2 separate regions of the Gossypium arboreum genome follow, and region 2 is linked to region 1. A link is a contact called in public Hi-C data. All regions are on one chromosome and are shown on one strand. Each heading gives the region's core, a stretch centred on a gene start, on an enhancer-like site or on the middle of the called end of the contact. The rest is flanking DNA. Distances are from core to core; before and after follow the strand shown.

The links. Hi-C and Micro-C count contacts between places; a contact is called where the count stands out from the background.
Region 2: a contact with region 1 is called in a Hi-C map of leaf, with 3 times the contacts expected there. The contact joins the promoter of LOC108455818 here to the promoter of LOC108457384 in region 1. A contact is called at or near these places in 3 of 5 Hi-C or Micro-C datasets (all in leaf).

What each region holds. Positions count from the first base shown.
Region 1 is chr9:64,292,967-64,298,113 of ASM2569848v2, forward strand. It overlaps LOC108457384 (receptor-like protein 4), which reads left to right and starts at 2,642. Exons shown (of 9, transcript XM_017756413.2): 1 at 2,642-2,863; 2 at 3,674-4,726; 3 at 4,902-5,049. The coding sequence starts at 2,791.
Region 2 is chr9:64,428,326-64,433,342 of ASM2569848v2, forward strand. LOC108455818 reads right to left here and starts at 1,953. Exons shown (of 3, transcript XM_017754368.2): 1 at 1,600-1,953; 2 at 491-667. The coding sequence starts at 1,611.

The DNA.
Region 1 (5,147 bases), core at 1,392-3,891:
TAAAAGCATAGCAAATGAAGGGCAAAAAAAAACTCAGCAGAACTTACACATGACATGTGCACATAATAAGATTAAAGGTTAATCGGTTAAAATAAATCTAAGTTAGAACCATCTGTGTCACTCAATAAGAATGCAAATTCTAGTATCCTAGTCAAACTACATTTGTAAGGTATAATATTGATTTTAGTTACATTTTTTGTTAATTTAATCTTTATTCTTTTGGGGATTAAATTTGAGTCTCAACCTTTTAAAAGAAATCAGATTTGACCATCAACCATTTGAAAAAAAAAAGTGAATTAAAATTTTTTTATTGAAAATACCAACAAAAATGTTAACTTTTTAAACATGAGAGCTTCATGTGTAAATTCGCATTTACTTCATACTAATTTTTTTAATTTTTATGAACTTTTATAATTTTTGAATTTTTATTTTGAATATTTTTATAAAATTTAAATTATTTGTGATGTGACATATAAGAGCAAATAAATCCATATTATCATAAAGTGCACATAAACTATCACACGTGTTGTCACACCAACATCATTAAAAAATTAATGGTTTAGTCAGTTTTATGTTAAATAAAAATAAATTAACTCTTTTAAAAGATTAATAATCAAGTTTAATTCAAAATAAAATAAAAATTAAATTAACAAAAATTATAAACATTAAAGACTAAATTTTTCATTATTCCATTTCATAAATAACAAATCCCATGGAACCGACAGATTGAAGTCAGCTTTTTACAAACATACCTTTGAGACACTGTGGAATTGTCATTAAAAATCCATATTTATTTATTTATTTATTTATCCATATTAATAAAATGATAATGATAAAAATATTTTTTGAAAAAATAAATAAAGGCAATTGATCCGAAATCTTGGCGAAGTTGCCATGCGCTTACTTTTGGCACACAACACTCCCTCAGATTCCGCACTATACTAAAGGCCAAAAGCCAATTTAACTACTTCTCCACTGTCTCAAGGTATTAGGACTGCATCATCAACAACAACAACTAAAATTTTAATTCTTTTATTAAAATATTAAAATAACTATTATTTATTAAAATAATTAAAATTTTAAATTATTAATTAAAATTTTATCTTTTGAACAATAATTTAAATTTTTTAATTTTTCATTTAAATTCTAATGGTGATTTAAAATACGAGATGACAGATGAAAACATTAATCTAACAAAATAAAACTTCCGTCACATCATAATGATAATTTAAAATTACTTTGAAAAACTCAAATTGTCAGTCAATTTAATTATCATTTCATATTATTTAAGTAAATAATTAGAATGCCATATTATTATGTAATTAATTAATATATTTATAATATTCATGTAAAAATCCGCATTTTATGGTTTTAGAATACAAATGAAATAATTACTATAATTTATCATGTAAAAGTAAATAATTTTAATTTAAAATAATAAAATAACTTAAAATTGTGTACAAGAAATTATTTTTCTAATGAAATATTCCTTTTAGAAATATTTATAATTTTTTTAAAATTATCAAATGATATTGAAGAGCCACGAAAAAAAAGATATTTTCCTTCAATAAAATTTTAAAAATCAAAACACAAAATTAATATAAAAATTGAGAACTGAAAAAAAACCAAGAAAAGGTCATTTACGTAAATTCAGTGGATTTTTTAATTCCTCCCAAAGTTATCCCGTGAACTATCGCGCCCTCCGCCTGGTCACGTGGCTTTTGTCTTCTGTTTCCACAATCGCATCTCTTGTTTACGTGAAATAGCCATAAATATATAAACATAAGCTTAATTCGATATTTAAACAGTTAATATATATAAATAAAATAAAATAATGCATTAATTATATTATATCATTAAATATCTTTTCATAAAGATGCTTTGCCAACTACCTCTTATGTCATTTACCAGTCACATAAAAGTGGGCCCCCAATAATAAATCTCCACCGCCCATGTGACAGAACATGATGCTAATGACCTTTTACGGCCGTCGGATTAAAAAGTGTCCATCACAGTTAACAAAGCTCACTTGTACCAACATCAATCACAATTAATAGTACGATACAGATATTCCATTTATTTTTAATAAAATTTGAATGTTACGAATTTTGATAATATTTAAATTCAAATATTTTAATTATAACATTTTTAAAAATGTTTTTATATTAGTATAAATAAATAACTAATTCGATTTTAATTTCAAATACTAATTCTCCAATTTAATATAAATAATAGCTTTGAATTTCAAATTTTACAAAAAAATGTAAATATTTAAATTTTATAGAATTTTGCATCTAATCTCGTTCATGAGTTGAGTTGACGAAAAACAGAAATAAAAAGTTAAATTTTTGGTTAAAATTTGTTGTTTGCCCCTATATTTGTACAGAATTTGAGATTTGGTTTCTATATTATATGTTAAAATTCAATCCTCTCATTTTTAATTTTAAAAACAATCTAATAAAAATACTTCTGATTTAAGTAATTAGATTGAGATTATTAAATAAAAAGAATTAATTTTAACCTTTTATGCATAGGGATTTAATCTCAAATTTTGTCAAAGTACAGGGATTAACTTTAAATTTTTACCTTAAAATTTTCCTTGACTGTTATTTCACTGCAAACGGCCAAAGACTCTCACACTCACTGAGTTACTCACTAAATCAGCTTTAAAATAAGAAAGAAAAAAGATAAGAGAGAAATGTGAAAATGAGGCAATAGAAAAATAAAGAAAAAAGCAAAGCAAAACAAAGCAAAGAGGGAGAATTTTCGAAAGCTTTAAGCTAAGCTAAGATGCTAAGATTTACTCTCTTATGGCTTCTCGTTTTCCTTTTTGCATCTATTTCTTCATCTTCAGCACGGCCTGGTTAGCTTCCACACTACTCCTGTGTCTTTCTTTTTCAACTTTTTTATTTGGATAATTTTTTGAGGTTGCTTCTAGATTCGGTTAGGTATCTAAATATTTGAATTGTTAGATTAGTTGCATTTTGATTGAGCTTGTTAGAAATGACTCTTGATTTTCTATAATTCAGTGTACGGTTCGTTTCTTTCTTCAGTGATTTGCTAGATTGGCTTATTTTTGAATTGTGACTTTGTGTTTCGCGTTGATGATAATGAGTTGTGAGGTCGTGGATATGAATTTTTTTTATATGGAAAATTTAAGTCAATAGGTCTGGTTCAAAGAATCTAGGCAGTTGCTCGGTTTCGAACCTGTTTGGATGCGAGAAAATGTAGGAAAATGATCGAAGGATAATTTTTTAAGTTTTCTTTTTTTTGGTTCTTTGTATGCCATGCGGGTGGAAGTAATAAAGGAATTAAGCAACAAATTAGTTTATTAAGAAAAAGAAATATAACAATTCTTCCAAGGCCTAATGGGGAGAGGTATGAAGAATCTATTCATTGGTTGTGGATTCTAGAAGTATCTATTGTTGTTTTGGAATTTTAAGTTGGTAAAATGAAAGTGTACTACAATGGAACTTTGTCTTGTGAAACAAGAAAACACGAAAGAGTAGCATGGAAACTTTAAGTGGAGTTGCTTATCATATGTATATTGTTTATTTTGCTTCATTTGTAGCTTAGAGCTTGTCGATAAACGAGCATTTGCTTTTCATTTTCTTATTTAACAATTTCTTCTTGTTTGGTTTGTTTTTAACTCGGTCATGTTTTCTTACCACAGCACCTTATGCTATGCGTATAAGCTGTGGAGCTCGTCAAAATATCCGCACCCCACCAACCTATACACGTTGGTATAAAGATTTTGCATATACCGGGGGAATTCCAGCTAATGCAACGGCACCAAGTCATATCACTCCTCCACTAAAAACACTTCGCTATTTCCCTCTGTCTGAAGGACCAGAAAATTGTTACATAATTAATAGAGTACCAAAGGGGCACTATTCTGTGAGGATCTTCTTTGGATTAGTCGAGCATGAGATTGATAATGAACCTCTATTTGAAGTATCTGTTGAAGGCACCATAATTCATTCACTGAAATCAGGTTGGTCTAAAAATGATGAACAGGTGTTTGCTGAAGCCCTTGTGTTTCTTTTGGATGGCTCAGTATCTATTTGCTTCCACAGTACCGGTCATGGAGATCCAGCAATTATTTCTATTGAAATTCTTCAAATTGATGAAAGAGCGTACTATTTTGGACCAGGATGGGGTAGAGGTGTAATCCTGAAAACAACTTCAAGACTGACTTGCGGCACATCAAAGCCAAAATTTGATGAAGATTATAGTGGGGATCATTGGGGTGGAGATAGATTTTGGCATCCCATCAGAACTTTTGGAAAAAATGCTGATGCACCGAGATCTACTGAAAGTGGCATTAAAAAAGCTTCAACTGTGCCGAATTTCTATCCAGAAGCGCTTTACCAAAGTGCGGTTGTTAGTACTGATAGTAAGCCTGATTTAGCTTATACGATGGATGTGGATCCGAATAAGAACTATTCAATATGGTTACACTTTGCAGAAATTGATGCTACCATCACCAGTGCAGGGAAGAGGGTATTTGATGTCCTGATAAATGGTGACACTTTTTTTGAAAATGTAGATGTTGTGGGCATGAGTGGTGATCGCTATACTGCACTTGTACTTAACACAACTGTTGCTCTTAGTGGGAGGACTCTGACAATAACCCTTCACCCTAAAAAAGGCAATCATGCTATCCTTACTGCCATTGAAGTCTTTCAAGTTATAGTTGCTGAATCCAAAACTTCTCCTGAAGAAGGTATTACTTTCTGCTATTACTTATATAGTTTTGCTTCTATGACTTCTGCTGACTATTTATTCTGTGTATGAGAGGACCCAGTATTGGGAATTGTTTTTTACTGCCTATGCATGAACAAGATTCTTTCTGATTGGTGGTAGACATTTACTAACTTGTTAAAGATTCCTGGTTCTAGTTAGGGCTTTGCAGTCATTGAAGAAATCATTGGGGCTGCCTAATCGTTTTGGGTGGAATGGAGACCCATGTGTTCCCAAGGAGCATCCATGGAGTGGAGCAGACTGTCATTTTGATAAATCTGGCAGAAAGTGGTTCATTGACGGCCTGTAGTTTCTTGATCTTTTGTCTTATCATTGAGTTTTGTTTTGTTTTTTGTTTCTGCTGATATTATCCGTTCTTTTCAATCTTCTCATGTTGGTTTCAC
Region 2 (5,017 bases), core at 703-3,202, 130 kb after region 1:
AAAATTAAGTCATCTTACTTTTTTTTTATTTAAAAATCTCAATCTAGTTATTAAAGTTGTAAGCATTTTTTGTCAAAATTTGAACTTAGAATTTTTATTATGCTGTCCTCACATGACCTGACAGATGATTAATAAGAATTTAAATATGTTAAAATTAAAAATTTTGACAAAAGCAACCTACAACAAAATTACTTGCCTAAAATTTTTAAATTACAGAATTGAATTTTTAATTTTTAAAGTATAAAGACCAAATCTCAAATACAGGACTAACATTACATTTTAACCTTTTCAACATTCATGCAAACGTACGATGGAGGTGGATGAACCCTCCCGTTTCATTTCATTACCATCCCTAAGAAAACATTTGATACCTATGTTACTCTGACCCTTCATTTTCCGTAATATATTTCTACTGAACTCATGTTTGAACATGATTAAATCCAAAGAAAGCTTAACCGACTTCGAGTAACATAGGGTTTCTCAGAAATACCTCGGTATCGAGGTTGGAGGAGGAGAGCGAGGAAAAGCTACTTGAAGGAATGTGCAAATAGTATGGTTGAACTGGCGGAGCTGAAGCCTGATGTTGTAGTCTTTCTTGTAATCGAAGCCTCATGCTCATTATTTGCAGCCCAAGTGGCCAACCATTCGAATTTTCCTCATTATGATTCTGTCAAAACATATAACAGTGGTTAATACTCGACACGAAATCACAATGTTTATTTTATTTTGAAAATTAAAATTATTTAACGAAATCGATCTAATTTATATTAAAAATTCAATGATGTAATTCCATCAAAGATTATATGTTAAATTCAACAGCTTAATTTCGATTTTAAGACATCTTTGACGTCATCTTAGAGCAAAAATATTATAAAAGTTTTTGTATTAAAAGTTGTATTGTATTTTATTTTTCTATTTAAAAATGAGTAAATTAATGGTTATATGTTAAATTAAAGAGTAAACTGATTATTCTGTTAAAAATTTATTTATATTTTATTATTAAAAACTAATTATTATATGTTAGTATAAAGTACAGGTCGCATGCCATATAAGACTTTTTGATTATTTTGTTAACAATAAAAATTGAAAAAGTTTTTAATAAAAAATTAAATCTAATATATATAAATTAATTTATCTCATTTTCGACTAAATGAAATAAAATACATCTAACTTTTAGTACAGATTATACGCATCAAGATTCAACAGCTACCTCGAGGTTACCCAAAAGTGCGTCACCCTTGATTCAAACTAAGAACTTCTCACATGCAAGAAGCTTTCTCGCTATGGCAAATATTCAAAGTGGACAATACATTCAAATTCCGACACAAATTTTCTAAAACCCCATCATTTCATTTCCTAATTTCATTTCAGTCCTTAAAAAAAACTGTCGGTGGAATCACAGATCAGTGATACCAGTGAAAACCAATGAAAAAATTAAGCAAGAAAGTTAAAGTTGAAGCAACAAAAAAAAAAAAAAACCCAGAAACCGAATCATAATTTCCAGATCAAAACAACATGAAAAAAAATTCAAATTCAAATGCATGATAATAATAATAATAATTAAAATAAAGAGAGAAAAAAACCCAGAAAGAATATTACCTCAGTTGCCATAATTCGAAACTCAATGAAGAAAATGAAAAGGAAAAATGGGTGAGAAAATTGATTAATGGAAAAGAAGGTGAATGATGGCTGCCATGGCTTGACTCATCTGAGAGATTATTATTCCTTAAACGAGGAAGGATTGATTGGGAGAAATGGGTCCCAAAAAGAAGGGCTTTTTTTTTTTCATCGGCTTTGCAAAATCATATGAGAGAGAGAATAATTTATAGCTCTGATAAATCGCCATGGTGAAGCCATTAACAACAATGGTTTAACCTTTCAAACAAAAGATGTGAAAAATAAAAATGGGATGTTGTTGGTCAGTCTTTTTACATCACTCGGTCAGCCATTAATGTTAGGATTTGTTTGCTGTTTGATTAATTTTTAATGCAGGAATTTCGATAATATTTTTAACTTAATGAAATAAAGTGACCCCTCTGTATACATATACGTATATGTAATTTTATAGGTGAATTTTAGAGTAATGACAAGGGGAATTGGACAAATGAATTCACACTTCAAAAACACACCATAAAACCACCGTAAATGAAGCCTTTGAACTTTAAATGGGTTTTGCTCAAAATTTCAAGTATACCCATTCATTCATTTCCTTGTTTTTTGATGTCCGGGCTGTTAGTTTCACAAGTAAATGGCAGCCATTGCTGACCGGAGAAAACTTAAATAGACCCTCTTCATGACACCAACATGGGACCAAAAATTAGCCTTTTCTTCTATTATTCGTTTAAATTTAAAGATTATTTAATATTTTAAAATGTTTATTTAAAATATAAATTAAATTTGAATTTTATATTCAAGAGTCAAGTTTAATTTGACTCTGCCTGATTTTCAATATTTTATATATTTATATAACTTGTATAACATGAAAATAAAATATATAATATCATAATGTAATTATTAAAAAAAAGTTGAATTGTTTAGGTTTAAAATTTTAACAAAAATAATAATTAAATATAAATAAAATAACTTTCTAAAAAAAAATTGACAGACTTAGGATGGGTTTTGATTGATGATGCCTTTTGCTGTTAGTGTAAAAATAATGATGACGGTGAGATTAGATATTATAACAATACTGTAACGTGAAATAAAAAATAAACTAAATGCATTGCATCGCTCATTCAAACCCACTCTTAAAGGATTATAAATTAACCATTTACATTTATAAACCGTGTTAAAGTAAAATTTTATGATATGGTATTGATGCTATTCATGAGCTTGAATCAACTTGTAAATAAAAATGAAATTGAATATGGTTGAAATATGGTGAATACATAACTACACATACTCGAAAATATGATAAATGTTTTTTTTCCAACCTTGTCGCATTTATGTCTTAATTCTTTTTAAACTTTTCGTATTTTTATAGTTGTATTCTTGTCATAGATTTGTATTCGGTTTATTTTTTTTAGGAGAAAGGTTAATTTGTTTTAGGTAAAATTAATTAAAACTTAACAATCAAGAGTAATTTTGGGGTTAAAAAGTTAAAAATCAATCAATGTTTGGGGTTGTTAGAATCATTAACTTCACACCCTCTACTTTTGTTTTTCTTTCTTTGTCATTTAAGTTTCACGTTAGTCAGATCTCAGCCTAGAGTTTTCAGACATTAATATTAGGAATAAAATCATATTTAGTCCCTAAATTTGGTAGTTTTTCTCATATTGGTTTCTGTTTTTTTTTTGGTCATATTAGTTTTGAAACTTAAAAGTTTTTTTTAAATTGATCCCTAAATTTGAATTTCATTAAGGTATAATGACATGACATTTTAAAATTGTGCCATATCATTACCAAAATTTTAAAAAATATATAACTTTTTGTATTTTTTTAATACATTTTTATATAAATTTTTTTTTAAAAAAAATTCAGGTAGTTCAAGACCAGGGATCAAATTAGGACAAATTGCCTAATTTTGAAACCAATACGGATCAAGAAATATTCAAGGATCAAATTAAAAAAAACTATCAAATACAGAGACAAAAATATTACTTTTAACCCTTAATAATAATGGCAAAGGGTAAATGACAACCAAGTTAAAACAAAACAAAACAAAAGGTAGAAGGTGGTTTAACTTAACTTCCTTTGTCTTTCATTTAGTTTGTTGTCATCAACTTTTTATTACATCCATATATTATGGAATAATTTTAAATGTATGGTTAGTGTATGAGTTTTTTATTTATTTATTTATAATAATTCATTTTGATTCTCGATTCTTTTATATTAATTTTGAATTTTGAGGTTTTATTTTTGACAATATGATTTTATTTTATAATTTTTATATATTATTTGATAAAGTTTTAAAAAATTTCATAAATATTTCTTAAAAACTTTTTTAAAAATAAATAAAATAAATAATTTTTAATAGTAAATTTTTGAAAAATACTTCTTATATAGTATTTAAATATAAAATATTTATTTTTACATAAATTAAAATTTGGTTTGGTTAATGTAATTGTAGATTTTAACTTGTGAACAAAAAAACATTGATTCGAAATGATTTTTGATTTCTTTGTTATTTTTCTCCTCCCTACTCGTCATTGATAAAGACAAAAAAAAATAGTAGATGACAAAAAAATTTATAACTTAAATATTAATTATAATTATTATACTTTCCTCTTGAGGATTAGAATGTTAAGATTTAGAATTTTTGTCATATGAAAGACTCATGTACTACGATGCATCAAATATTATCCATATTTATGCTATATATTAAAATAATAGTTATTTAGATAAATGTATATTTAAAAATTTTAAAAATAAAACACGTGTCAAAATTTTAATTTCGTAAAATTAAAATTTCTGCCACACGTAAATCAAATAACTACCCTTAAAAAATCCCTAATAAGATAAATGCTTGGTTAATTTTTAAAAGAACTTTTTGTTTATTTTAGATTTTAGTTTATAAATATTAATACATATATATAAATTATAATTGTTGTCAATACAGAATGATGTGGGTTTGAGTGCGCTGAAGCGCATTATTCTCCTATTTATAAGTTGGGGAAGAGCTATATATAGTTTTAGGCATTATCTCAAAAAGAACAAATATTATCCTCCTATTTATTTTCAAGTTGATTCAAGATTATTCTAATTCTTTTACTTATTTTTTATTTATAAGACATAATTTCTTTCTAAAATATATAATTAAAATTATTGGTCATTGATTTTTTAAGATATTTAAAGTGGGGTTGGATAGGCGGTGGGGTATAGTGTGGTGTGTTTAGCTTACTTTTTGTATCACGCTACAATATTGTTACAGTATTTAATCTTACCGCCACTGTTGTTTTTATACTAACCGCAAGTAAATGCACCACCCATCCAAACCTACCCTTATTAGATCTGCTCATTAATCCTAATTCCTCTTTTAATTTTTATTTCATTTTTAAATGATGTATTTAAAAGTTGA